Linked DNA regions of Mus musculus: regions 2 and 3 are each linked to region 1. The links are chromatin contacts, called in public HiChIP or PLAC-seq maps. All regions are on one chromosome and are shown on one strand. The core of a region is the stretch at or near the end of the contact, and the rest is flanking DNA. Distances in the headings are between cores, read along the strand shown.

Region 1 (4,154 bases), core at 744-3,243:
ACATTACATACTGCCTCAGGGATGCCTGTCCTCGAGAGAATAGATAGGTCCTTAGAGATCTGGTAGGAGGGTTTTGTGCAGGAAAGCAATGTTTGCATGCAATCCTAAATTATCATTAGCTACATAATGATTTGTAAAAACAAGATCTATGAAAACAAAACAAAATGAAATGAAATGTAAGAGTCATGGGTCTTCTTGGGGAAGAGCTCTTTATCCTTCCAGTTACTGTCATAGTCCCAGACAGCTGGCAGACAGAGTCTAGCCAGCAAACCTGACTTCCACTCATGTAGCACTCCCCAATACTTTCTATGTAGTGATACGTTTTTGATAATTGCTTTAATTTACTTAACCCTCTTTAAAGCCTTCAGTCCACCATGGGTATTCCCCTGGAAACCTCTCAAAGTCCTGCAGATTGTAGTTTGTGACAGTTGCTAAGGTGCAGTGGTGTCTTAGTTAGAGTTTTACTGTTCTGAACAGACACCATGACCAAGGACAACATTTAATTGGGGGTGGCTTACAGGTTCAGGGGCTCAGTCCATTATCATCAAAGTGGCATTGTGGCAGCATCTAGGCAGGCATGGTGCAGGCAGAGCAGAGAGTGTTCTATATCTTCATCTGAAGGCTACAAGTGGAAGACTGACTTCCGGACAACAATGATGAGGGTCTTAAGCTCATGCCCACAGTGACACACCTACCCCAACAAAACCACACCTCCTAATAGGGCCACTCCCTGGGCCAAGCATATACAAACCATCCCAAGAGGCAACCAGACATTTAAGAGCAGAAGAATGCAGTGAGGTGCTGTAGTGTCTCTGTCCAGCTTTCCAGAACCAATTGCATACATCTCCCTAAGCATGCAGTGACTTTACCTTGCTAACTGAACATCAGCGGTGAGCACTGAAAGCACTGAGCCAACGATAGGGATAAAGGCTTTCTTGGAGATTGGATCATCTCACTTAGCTGATGATAATGTAGGATTCTATGCAAGCACTTGCTTTCATGTAGAAAACCCTCCTACCAGATCCTTAAGAACCCATTCTTCCAATGACAGGGGCCACTGAGGTCATTTACTTGGTAGAATGTTTGTCTAGCATGCCCAAAGCCCTGGGTAACATCCACAGCACTGCATGAAACTAGACATGGTGACACATCCCTGTAAACCCAGCACTGAGGAGGAGGGGAAAGGACATGTTACTAGCAAGTCTGAACCAGCCTTAAAAAAAAAAAAAAAAAAAAAAGTTACCAGCCCACTTTTGCTCGAAGGGTTTTGCAGAGGGTAGCATAAGGTAGATTTAGACTTTGTCCTCTCTATAGTCCTCTGGCCACACTGAGCTGATCAAGGCACCCTTGCCTTCCCTTTCCTCCAAGTCCTTTCCCTGGCTGCTCTGTTTGTCATCTCACCTACCCATCATAGAAGATGCTCTGGTTCCTGTGTGCCTCTATGAAGGCAGCAGGATGACCGTGGGCCATCCTCGCCATCGCTAAAGCCTTGATTTCCTAGGCTGCCAAGGAGGGAAATATGAGCTGCGTTGTCTACTGCACAGACTCGTGGGAAAGAAACAAGATGGTCCCAGGCCACACAGGAGAGGTGAGCACAACAAAGGCACGGACTGCTGAGCGTCAAGCTGGAAGCGGCTCTGAAAGCATGGAAACCAACCTTCTCAACTTACAGAAGGGAAAACCCAGGCGCGTATTCCTTGGCTCGGTGACCGAGGGCCGTGGAAAAACATGATCTCCTGGGCGTCCCAGAAGACCTCTCTCTTTTGCCCACCACGGACATGTGGGCACCACCAGGACAGACCTCCCAAGAATGAGAGGCTAGGACTAGAGTAGAAGCAATGACTGCCCACAACTTTCTCAGCTGTGGTTCAGTAGAGGAAGAGTGAATCTGAGAAAAAAGAGAGGGATGTGAGCTGTTGGGGCCGCTGCCACCGCTGCCGCCACCGCTGCTGCACAGAGGCCCTGCGGTGTTACCTTGTGTGGTCATGAGCACCAGCTGACTCACCCCACATCCCTGGCACTCCCAACCCCATCTGGAGAGAGGAAGGATGAGAGGTAGAGAGGGAGGCCCAGAGTAATGGAGCTATGCAGAACTGAAAGATCCGGTGGGAAAAAAAAGAGTTAGGACACAAGCTGAGCTCTTAAGGCAGCTGTGCTTGGGCTCCAGGGAAATGGTCATCAAGGACTTACTGTGCTCCTTGAAGGAGATAGAGAGGGTCAAGGCTGGGTTAAGTATCGCAGAGCAGATGGCATCAGTAAGAGTCCAGAACAAGGACAAGGGGCACTCTGCCCAAGTCCAGGAGAAAAAGTACAGAAGGCAGGGACTTGTGGCCCTCAGCTGTCTCCTAGAAACTCAGGGGGAGGATTCAGTTATGGTTTTAATCATTTTTTTCATTACCCAAGCAATGCATTCTCAATGCAAACAATGCAGACGTTACATAGAGCAGAAACCTCTCTTGGGAGCCACTCTCCCCAGAGACTCATTCTGATGTCCTCCTGCCTTCTCAGCCTCTGCGCATGAGTTTAAGCCTGTAGATGTTCATATGGGAAGTTATGCAGCTGTGTGCAGATGTGTGGCCATCTGTAAAGAGGATCAGCCATGCAAGCCATCCCAATTGACGTGTTCACACCCTCGTTCCACGGGACACCATACCTACAGAGCTTCGTGCATCCTTTGTAAACTGTCACCGTGCAGTTCCATAGCCAGGGAGAGTGATGGAGTTGCCTAACCACGCCCACACTGAAAGGGGTTGTTTTCCCCAGCCTTACATTTCCAAGTAGTATACCAACAAGAGTCTTTCCACGAGCTCGCTAACTAGGAATCAAATGAAAAATACAAGATGGGATTGCTGGTTCATGCCTACAGTCAAAGTGCTTGAGAGGCCGCGGAGTAGGAGGATTGCCGTGAGCAGAGCTATGTAGTGACACCCTGTCTCCGATAAATTACTACCCAATACATAAATATCCAAGAGAAAACATAATTTTAAAAAGAAAGCTATATTATATATAATATACACACATGTATATACGTATGTATGTATGTATGTATGTATGTATGTATGTATGTATGTATGTATGTGATGAGAGCAGCTTATCTGTAAAGTTATCTCCCCAAGAGGTAAGAATTTCCTAAGAAATGTGGGAATCTCAACCCAAAACATGTCCCTCGATCTAAAAACCCATCTGGCCTCAGATACTGCAGGCGTGTTGCCAAGAATTGTGATAGCCTATACCCAAGATGGGACCGAAATGTTCGATAAGTTGCTTCCATCTCCATGTGCAAGGGTTCTGTATGCTTTGTGCCCCTTAGTCATCATTTGGGTGAGTTCTACATATTTATGCTTGCTCTCTCTTTTTTTTTCCTTAATCTGTCGTCATATATCAGTCCCCTCGACTTTCTAATCAAATCCAGCTTTTCAAATGAAACTGTAGCTGGGTGTTTAGCTGGCTAAGTGTTGTGTTCTTCCCCATAACAGGGAGGGAGGGAGTGACATGCTATCATGACAGTGGCTCCTTCTCAGTGGACCCAAGAACCATATGCTGCCACTGCACAGTGTGTGCTTGTCCTGTACTCAGGGTGTCAGCTTTGTGTCCCTGGATGCTCAAAAGTGGAGTCAGCGTTCCCACTGCTGCTCTTCAGAAGGGAGAAAGGCTAGGGATGTAGAGCCCCTGTCTAGCATGCCCAAAAGCGGGGTTTAATTCCAACTACCACATAACCTCAGCACCACAGATTAACCAGGCAACTTATACATCAGGCACAGTGGCACACGCCTGAAATTCTGGAATTCAGGAGGTAGACATGGGAGGATGAGAAGTTCAAGGTCCTCCTTGGCCATATAGCAAGTTCAAGGCTAGCCTGTGATACCAGAAACGCTGGCAGGGGAGGGAAGGGAGGGAAGCTTTAGAAAGGATGGAGTGAGGGAAGGATGGAGGAAACGGGGGGGGGGGAGAGACGGAGGGGAAAAAATGTCTGAAGATACCCTCTCTTCAAATGCAGTATTGAAAATGTCTACTGGATTCTTGTTCCCCAGGGTCTGTCAGCCATTAAGCCTTCAGCAGCTTTGAGAGAACACTGGACAAATGTACTTCCAAAGATCTAGGCTGGCCTCACAGGGCAGGGGTGCTAAAGAGTCAGTAAGGGGCGGGGATTAAGT
Region 2 (4,154 bases), core at 531-3,030, 960 kb before region 1:
TAGCATCTTCAAGGTTGAGCTTGGCTTGGCTCAATTAATCCTTCTCTTCTTTGTGTGTTCGCTGCTCCCACACCCACCTTGGCCTCTTTCACTCATCCTTGCTGAACCATGAATCATGCACATGTAGGCTCCCTCTCTTGTTCTCTGCTGGGTCTCATACTTTCTTCACCTTGCCATCCTATGAGGATAGAGAAGACTGGGGGTGGAGGGAGAGTCTTAGGTAAATAAACCATTTTGAGTCTTTCAGAGAGAAGAGGCTCTGAGTGGGCCCCATGATTCATAGGCAAGAGGAAGATATGGAGGAGGGAGGAGGCATGGCTTGGATGAGGATCAGAGAGGTAGGAAAGGAGGTTGGGTTGTTTCATGGGGATGGGTGGGAAAGGGGAACAACAGGTCTAGATAAGGTGTGGAAGGTTTGAGGCAGGTGGGCGAAGGACCGCAGGCAGTATGGGAAGTACATTTTAAAAACCGGATTGACTTTATTAATGGAGTACATTTACATAGTAAATCATCACAGCTAAAAGACAGTACACGAGGGTAAAATGCTCCCACAAACATCATGAAGACACTGTTAATATTATGGAAGGAATTAATCATTTTAATCAATTAATTAATAGGAAAGAGACCAAAGTAGAGTATGGAAAAAATGGACAAATGATTAAAAAAATAAAAGAAGGAAAGTTACAGAACCAGAAAAACTTGGACTTGCATTGGGAAACCTTGGTTTTCTGTCCTCCAAATTGTCCGTCCTTCAGTTTGTTCCTCTCTACTACGTCCCCTCTCAGACCCTTGTTCATCTAGAACACTGCTTCTCTCCCAGAATGCTGACCTCAGAGCTTGCAGACTGGAGCCTTGCACACCCAAGCAGGGCAGGGCACATGCTCACACTGACTTGTCCCCAGACAGAATGAGTCGCGTGGCTCAGCACTTTGTCTTCGTGATCTGTGTGGTCCGAGCAAGGTACAGAAAGTCTCACATGGGGACAAGCTCGGACACTTGAGGGCACATGGTGATAACACATGGAGGATATAAAGCCTGAGATGCTTTGTGCTTTAGAGGTGGTCAGTTAGTAATCTTGGTTTTATTGCCTTTCCTCTTAAAGCCCTGAGTTTCCCCTTAGACCGGCAGTTCTCAACTTGTGAGTCACAACCCCCTTGGCGGTCAAATTTTAGATATTTACATTAATGATTCACAACAGTAGCAAAATTACAGTTATGAAGTAATTAAAATTTTTTGATTGGGGGGGGGTCACCACAACATGAGGAACTGTATTAAAGGGTTGCGGCATTAGGAAGGTTGAGAGCCACTGTCTTAGACAAAGATACGTTTTGCTGAAATTATTCATTTCACAAAAGTTCTGAAGGCCAAGCAAGCAGCAGTGTGCACTTGGGTTTTAGATGCGATGTGAGGAGTGGGGATATAGGTTCCAGGTGTGGATGCTCAGCTCAGCTAGCTGTTTCAGATTTCTCCAGGACCACGGATGGAAACGTGACGTGTAGCAACAGACTGTCCATGGAGGGTTGAGCGCATACTGAACATGCTAGACTGTAGAAGCTCTTTGCTTGTATGGTCCCATTTAGGGGACAGTCAGATGTCCCCTACATGTCTTAGGCAGTTGAGGGAACCTCTTGGCTCTTTGAGGGTCAGCAGGGAACTGAGTGAGAATCACTCTAAAACTAACTTCTAGCATCCAAATTCAGACATCTCTCAAACCTGAGATGGATCTTTGCATACTGTACTTATGGCTGGCAATAGTCCTTTCTTTGAGACACTGGAGGGCAGTGTGGTACAGTGGATTGAGCTATGGGTTTGGCATGAAGGGATTTATTTGGGTGTGGTTTTGAAAGCTGTGTGGCCTTGAGAAAGTTAAACAGCCCCTCTGGATCTTTATTTCCTAGCCCCCCCCCAAATGAAGATAATCAATACAAGACTCATTTTGGGTTACTGTGAGAATCAGAATAAAAAAAAAGGTATTGAAAGTGCTTTCTAAACTGTGAAGAGGAAACATATGATTCTAATAGAACTGTGAATTATTTGGGGGAACCCAAAAGTCCTTCCTGAACAAAAAAGAAATTTCTCTAAAAAGTCCTGTTAAGCATTAAAACTTAATATCCTTACCTCTGGTAGGTATTTGCCTTTTGAGGTTCAAATACACTGTACAAGATAACACTCAATAAGGGCACATTCCTGTAGATGGAGGCAGTATGAATAGCCCAGGATAGAGCATCTACTCAACAGCTCTATCTTCTAACAGGAAAGCAGATTGTCAAGAGTCTAAGAGAGGTGCGTTTGGATGGGGAGGAGGAAAGCAAAGATACCAAGGTACCGGGTTGTTTCCGAGTCAGGCAGATCCAATTACCCTGGGACTTTGGCTGATACTTCTTTAGAGTTACAGGCCAGAAGATTTAGGCACAACCTGCAGAACTTTCTGGAAGAGCTACTACTTCCAGAGAAGAACTGAACTTCTTGCTACTTAGATCTGCACATGTGAAAGGTGATTTGCAGAGTAGCTGAGGGCTTGGGACCGTGCTTTGTGGGAAGGTGAACAGAAAGTGAAAGTGACCTTGGGCTGGAGAGTGTGTTGGAGGGACTCTCTGCTGCTTTTAGGGCCTTGGGGCTGGTAGGAGGACTTCCTGCCCACACTGCCCCAGCAGCTGTCAGTCATGACTTTTGCTAAGTCTGCACGTCTCTTACTTATTTGGTGATTTTTTTTTACAAAGGGTTTAATTTATTTTAATTTTGTGTGTATGTATGTCTTTGTCTGAGTATATACATGTAAGTGCAAGTGTCAGCAGAATGCAATGGAAGGTGCTGGATCCTCTGCAGTTGGAGTTATAGGTGGTTGTGAGCTGCCTGACATGGGTGCTGGGAAGTAAACTTAGGTCTTCCGGAAGAGCGGTGCATGCTGTGTAAATGCTGAGCCATTTCTCTAACCTCTGGATGACTTTCTTTTCTTTTAAATTCTGATTGACTTAAGTGAACGCAACCTCATTTGAATTAAGAACATGGGCTCAATCACCATACAACTACAGAAATAAACTAGCCATTCATCTACCGCCTAAAACCACCACACAGGGCTCATGTTTTAGGTCAACAGCCCATGTGTTGCTCTGCAGCACCTTCAACCAGAAGTCGACTTGTGTGCTTGCCCACCTCTGGTTCCAGAAAGCTCAGTTCCTCTTTGGAGGTAGCACTTTCGGGACATTCTGCAGGGTGTGTCTGAGTCTTCTTATCTTTAACGCTACCTATTGGCTCTAACCCTTGGGCCACATAGAATACACCTATTTTCCCTCTTAAGATGATTCTTTATAAAATGGCACTATTTCCTCTATATCTCACAATCCAGGCTGCCTGAACACACCCAGTTCTATCTAATCTCCTCTGCTGGTAGGGTTTCAAGTGTCCTAGATATGTTTGTCACTGACTTTGGAAAAGAAAGCAATGATATTTCAGGGTGGTTTTTCAGAGTATAACTTCCAACACAGAACACAATCCTTTGACGTCATCTGAGCTGGTAAGAGGCAGGCAATGGTTCTCTCCCTCACCCTGGATCTGTTACCTCTGCTCCAGCTTCTTCATAACACTGCCAAGGGCTGAGAGGCCCTACAAAGAGAGAAACACTGTTGTGTGCAGCCACTCAGTGTCAGTGGGAGGTAAGCACGGGCTGCCACACTGCCACGCCACCCAGAGAAATGCTCTTTCAGGCTCCGTGACTGGGCATACATCGTCATCTCTGCTCTTCCATTAATATTTATGATTAGCATTGCATCTCCATTTGCTTATAAATTATAAAGTGGATATTTATTGCACGTGCAAAAGGATGGGAATTTAGAGATAGCAAAGACGTCAGAAATGAAAATTCTGAAAAATGTTTCCCGACCCGATTCAATTGTGCTAGAGACTGGTGGGGGAGGGGCCTCCCCTGTGAGTCAGAACATTCCATGATAAACACATCAGATCTGCGTATCCTCCAGCTAACTGCCCCACAGGATCTAATTTTCATACTCTGCAGATAAACCCAGTGACAGCCTTGGGTGCACATTTAGAAGAACTATGGGAAGGAGGGGGCACCTTTCTACCCTCACTTCACACCCTTCTCCTGCTTCCTAAGCACATGTCTTTCCCTCCATGATTGCCTCTGCCTTACACTCTCT
Region 3 (4,154 bases), core at 804-3,303, 760 kb before region 1:
TTGATCATTCTCTACCTCAGTTTTTTTTGAGACAGGTTCTCTTACTGAACCTGAATCTCAGCAATTGAATTAGACTAGATGTCCAATGGTTCTTCGTTTCTGCCCCTCACCCCTATACAGGGATTAATGGTGTGCATCATCACCACATCTGGATTTTTATGTGGGTGCTGGGATTTGAATTTAGGTTCTTATGCTTCTGATTTTACCGACTCTGCCATCTCCTCAGCTCCATAGGGTTTATTTATTTTTTTTAAACTTTTTTCTTTTTCAACTTCTGAACACAGGACACTTTTACCCCCATCTTAACCTTGGCCTATAGGAACATAAACTCTTCGATGTTCATGTCTCTATTTTTGTATCTCTATACCCTCTATTAAGTTGTTACACTAAACCATCCTGTCCTCCTCTCTCTTCCCCAGACAAGGTTTGCTAAGGGGGCTTCACATTTTTCTGAAACCAGATAGATCAGCAGAGAGATATGGCCTTCTACCACCATCTCTCTTTTTACAACTTGGCTGTCATTATATGCAATCATAACACGAGGCAGAGATGACAGCAGCATAAATAGGCATCTAATGTATCCGTGGGGAAGGTGTGTTGCCACCACACTTCCGGTGGGCAATCAAATATGTATCAAATGATTAAAAAAAAACCCTCTCTTCTCCTGGGCTCATACTTCCAGTAGTTCATTCTTCCACATCCAGAATAGACTGTAATGGCACAGGCACCTATAAAATTTGCTACACTCAGTGCAGAATAGATAGAAATGGCACATGCATGTATACAGTTTGCTACACTCAGTGCAGTGCAACATGCTGGTTTGGATCCTGGAACAGCACACCATTGGTGGGAAACCTAATGAAAGCAGAACAAAGCATCAAAGTTCAGTTTTTCCATTGTCAGGGCTGTACTATGGAAAGGCGAGGTGCTAGCACCAGGAGAAACTGAGAAAGACACTCTTTCCTGTGACCTGAAAATAATTCTGAAACAAGTGTTTGTTAAAATGCTTTTCTGAGAGGATTTTCTCTGCAGTTCTACTTGAAAAAGAAAAAATGGAAAGCAACTTGGCTACCCAATTTTGATGCCTCACTGATGAGATAGCAAGTCAGCTCGCTCAGTGGTGGTTTTCGAATCATATTTAATATAAGAAGATACTTACAATAGTTTAAGTAAAGTAGAGATGTTTAGAATATTATATTATTAAAATTGGTGCTCATAGAAAATTAAAGAGTGTTCTGAGATAATAGGATGAATGGAGAATTTTTTTTAATTGTGAATATCTGTTACTTTCTGGCTTACAACTATAGACAAGGAAGTTAGCTAAGGCTTCCTCATCTGAAAATGAAGAAAGGATGATTAAAATTTATAATATTTTGAGCTCATCTATACATGTATCAACATACAGGTATAGGAATATATATAAAACCTTGAATATGTGTGTGCTTGCCAGTCCCCACCGCCATGAACCTTGTGTTGGTTTGACAGTACATTCTTTAGTTTAATTTCTATTTGTAAAATCATCAGTCAGATTGCCCTGACACAGGCTTGCTAGTGACAGACTGAGCTCTGAGAATCAAGCTCAGATGTCCACATATAAACTGTTAGCTTTGAGTAAGGTGAGGTCTCCCCAAGGGATCGGAATGACTCACACGCTTACATTAGTCCTGACCACAAGTAAACTTGGCATTCACAATCTCCATTTAGAATCTGTCCATCAGGATGGAGTTGCTAGAGAGAGGATTTGGTGAGAAGAGAGTGACCAGGGACCCGCCTCCCTGTCATCTCAGCAGTTTCATGTCTGGCACTTTATCAGGTTGACCTCAGTTTTCCTTTTGCTCTAGTGAGTTGTCTCAGAATGGGACAAAGAGCATTAGCCAGTTAACCTGTCTGGTATCATTAAACATGAGCTCACCTGGTTATTTCCCTAGCTCTGATCAAGACCCACAACAGAGGCTCCACTGACTTGGCTTTGCACACTGCTTGTCCAAGGCTGGTCAGGCTGACACAGCATCCATTGTCTTGACAATGGCTTTCCTCACTGGGAGTGAGCAGATTTGACAACTCCTCTGATGAATGTCCACATGTGTTAGTAAGTGAGTCAACGGTCTGGGTCTAGGCAAATCTATAACTCTGACAAGGAAGATTTTTATGAGCCTAAAGATGGAAGGCACAGACTGTAGACCCTGCTAATTGCTCCAGATAATGACTCCCTTCAGACCTTGTTGGGTCTTTTCTTTCTTCTGACTGCTCCAAGTATCATTTTCCCTAGAATGTGTGGCAGACTCATTTGCTTTATGGTATCCACCCTGTCCATTCATATCGTATTGAGAAGGCCTGGCTAGTCCCTCGGTAATGTAGCTGAGCATCCAAAAGGAGTGAGCTTTTCAGCATTATGGTCAAAATACTGGCATGTGAGGACCCTGTGCCCTGGCCCTCTAGGGCTGACTAATTCCTAGGTCTTGAGACTGCTGGTGATCCTTCATGTCTACTGTTCATCAGGGCTTGCTGTAGCTGGCAAATCATGAGGATTTGAGTCAGCAATTTTGTTTAAAACCTTTTGGGCTAATTATCTAGGTGACCTTGCATGAATCAGCTTTTGGATCCCATTAACAATAAAATTAAAGCTAACAATACTTACCACACAGTATGGCTATGAATTTAGTCACTAAATTTTTTTTTTTTACCATACGTGTTATTACTCCTCATGAATCATAATTCAGATGTGTGTCTATGTGTGCTATGATATTTCTGAAATGTGAAAAGATTAGAGGATTTTTTGTTGTTCTAAAAAGTGGAAATGTAGTCTAACTGGCTAGTATGTAGTGTGTATGTAATACATCCATTTTAAAGATTTATTTTAAATGTGTATTATGTGTGTGTGGTTGTGGTTACGTACTCCTGAGGCAAGGTCTTGTGTAGGCCAGAGAGGACATGAGTTTCCTCAGAGTTGGACTTATAGACAGCTGTGAGCTGCCCAGCATGGAGGGTTCTCTGTAAGAACAGTAGGCTTTTTTTTTTCAATTTTTAAAATTAAATTATTTTATTTATTTACATTCCAAATGTTGCCCCCTTTCCTAGTTCTCCCTCCCAGAGTTCTTCACTTTATCCCCCCTCCCCTATGCCTCTGAGAGGGTGCTCCCCCACCCTCCCACACCTCACCCCTCCCGCCAGCATCCCCCCTTCTCTGGGGCATCAAGTCTCTATAGGATTAGGTGCATCCTCTCCCACCGAGGACAGGCTGTGGATCCATTCCTCCAGCTCCTACTCCAGTTTTTAAAGAGCTGACAAGTTATAGTGCCTCCCAACTGTACAATTGAATATATAACTAATATTAAGACTACAATTACTTGTTTTTGTGCTAAATACTGTGCATCCAAATGACATTTCAAAATGAGGTTTAAAGGTACAATTTTACAATGAAAATTCCTTTGCCACCACAGTTCCAAAGCCTTGCCTGAGGTCTCTTCAACCAAAGGCTAGAGTTCTGATGAAGATGTTTTCCTTCTTTGTAACCATGTTGAGCCCCTTCTCTTTCCTGTGTCCTTCTGAGAAAGTTGGGTTCAGTTGCTGTAATGGCACTTGATGCAGTAGTAGAAATGTCTTCTTCACCATGTGGCTTCTGGTACATCTTTTTATGGCTCTGTACCTCCAAAATCCTTACAAAGAAAGTGAAAAAAATGTGAAAATGGAACACTGAAGGTGGATGCGTCTGTACACTAAAATCTCATTCTTGTTATTGAATTCTCCCTTTCCCCTACAAAACTGTAATGCACTAAATAATCGAAGTTGTTTTCAGGACTGACACAGTAGTGAGCAAGTGCTGGGCCTTTGGGGCTTGGACAACTCCATTCACAGAACACTCTCTGCTGGTGGAAGCAACTCCTCCTTTTCTGGAAGAGCCCTACTGCTGTGTCTTTCTATAAGGAGGAATCTGCCTTTTTGCTTGCCCTTGTTTTGGGCTCTTCCGACTTCAGTGATTCCAGAAAACGCTTGCCTTCTTCAGCTACGGTGCAACTTCAGGTTTCTGAGTTAACTGTCCTGTTCTCTATCATACTTTCCCCCACCTCATTGATTTCTTCTACTATTCTTTATCCCGAGCTTTTGTCCCTGCCGGCAAGAACACACTCAGGACAACCGGAATCTTCTGCGGCAAA

What was found. HiChIP or PLAC-seq counts read pairs in DNA pulled down with a chosen protein or histone mark.
Region 2: a FOXA1 HiChIP or PLAC-seq map of pancreatic cancer cells shows a contact between it and region 1. The contact joins two enhancer-like sites. A contact is called at or near these places in 2 of 484 Hi-C or Micro-C datasets (the C2C12 cell line and nephron progenitors), 8 of 115 datasets of contacts at active chromatin or transcription factors (the NIH/3T3 cell line, cardiomyocytes, embryonic fibroblasts and 4 more) and 1 of 9 other capture datasets (embryonic stem cells).
Region 3: an HNF4G HiChIP or PLAC-seq map of pancreatic cancer cells shows a contact between it and region 1. The contact joins two enhancer-like sites. A contact is called at or near these places in 7 of 115 datasets of contacts at active chromatin or transcription factors (the NIH/3T3 cell line, astrocytes, embryonic forebrain and 4 more) and 1 of 9 other capture datasets (embryonic stem cells).

Annotation. Positions count from the first base shown.
Region 1 is chr4:55,656,965-55,661,118 of GRCm38.p6, reverse strand. No RefSeq gene overlaps it. Among named protein-coding and RNA genes, the nearest start is that of Gm12511, 87 kb to the right of the region's middle. Within about 2 kb of position 1,993, at least 19 of the 459 cell types and tissues checked have an H3K27ac peak or open chromatin away from gene starts, as enhancers often do. A contact at or near this core is called in the C2C12 cell line and pancreatic cancer cells, where this site is marked.
Region 2 is chr4:56,617,632-56,621,785 of GRCm38.p6, reverse strand. No RefSeq gene overlaps it. Among named protein-coding and RNA genes, the nearest start is that of Gm26144, 59 kb to the left of the region's middle. Within about 2 kb of position 1,780, at least 46 of the 459 cell types and tissues checked have an H3K27ac peak or open chromatin away from gene starts, as enhancers often do. A contact at or near this core is called in the C2C12 cell line and pancreatic cancer cells, where this site is marked.
Region 3 is chr4:56,417,205-56,421,358 of GRCm38.p6, reverse strand. No RefSeq gene overlaps it. Among named protein-coding and RNA genes, the nearest start is that of Gm34628, 59 kb to the left of the region's middle. Within about 2 kb of position 2,053, at least 28 of the 459 cell types and tissues checked have an H3K27ac peak or open chromatin away from gene starts, as enhancers often do. A contact at or near this core is called in pancreatic cancer cells, where this site is marked.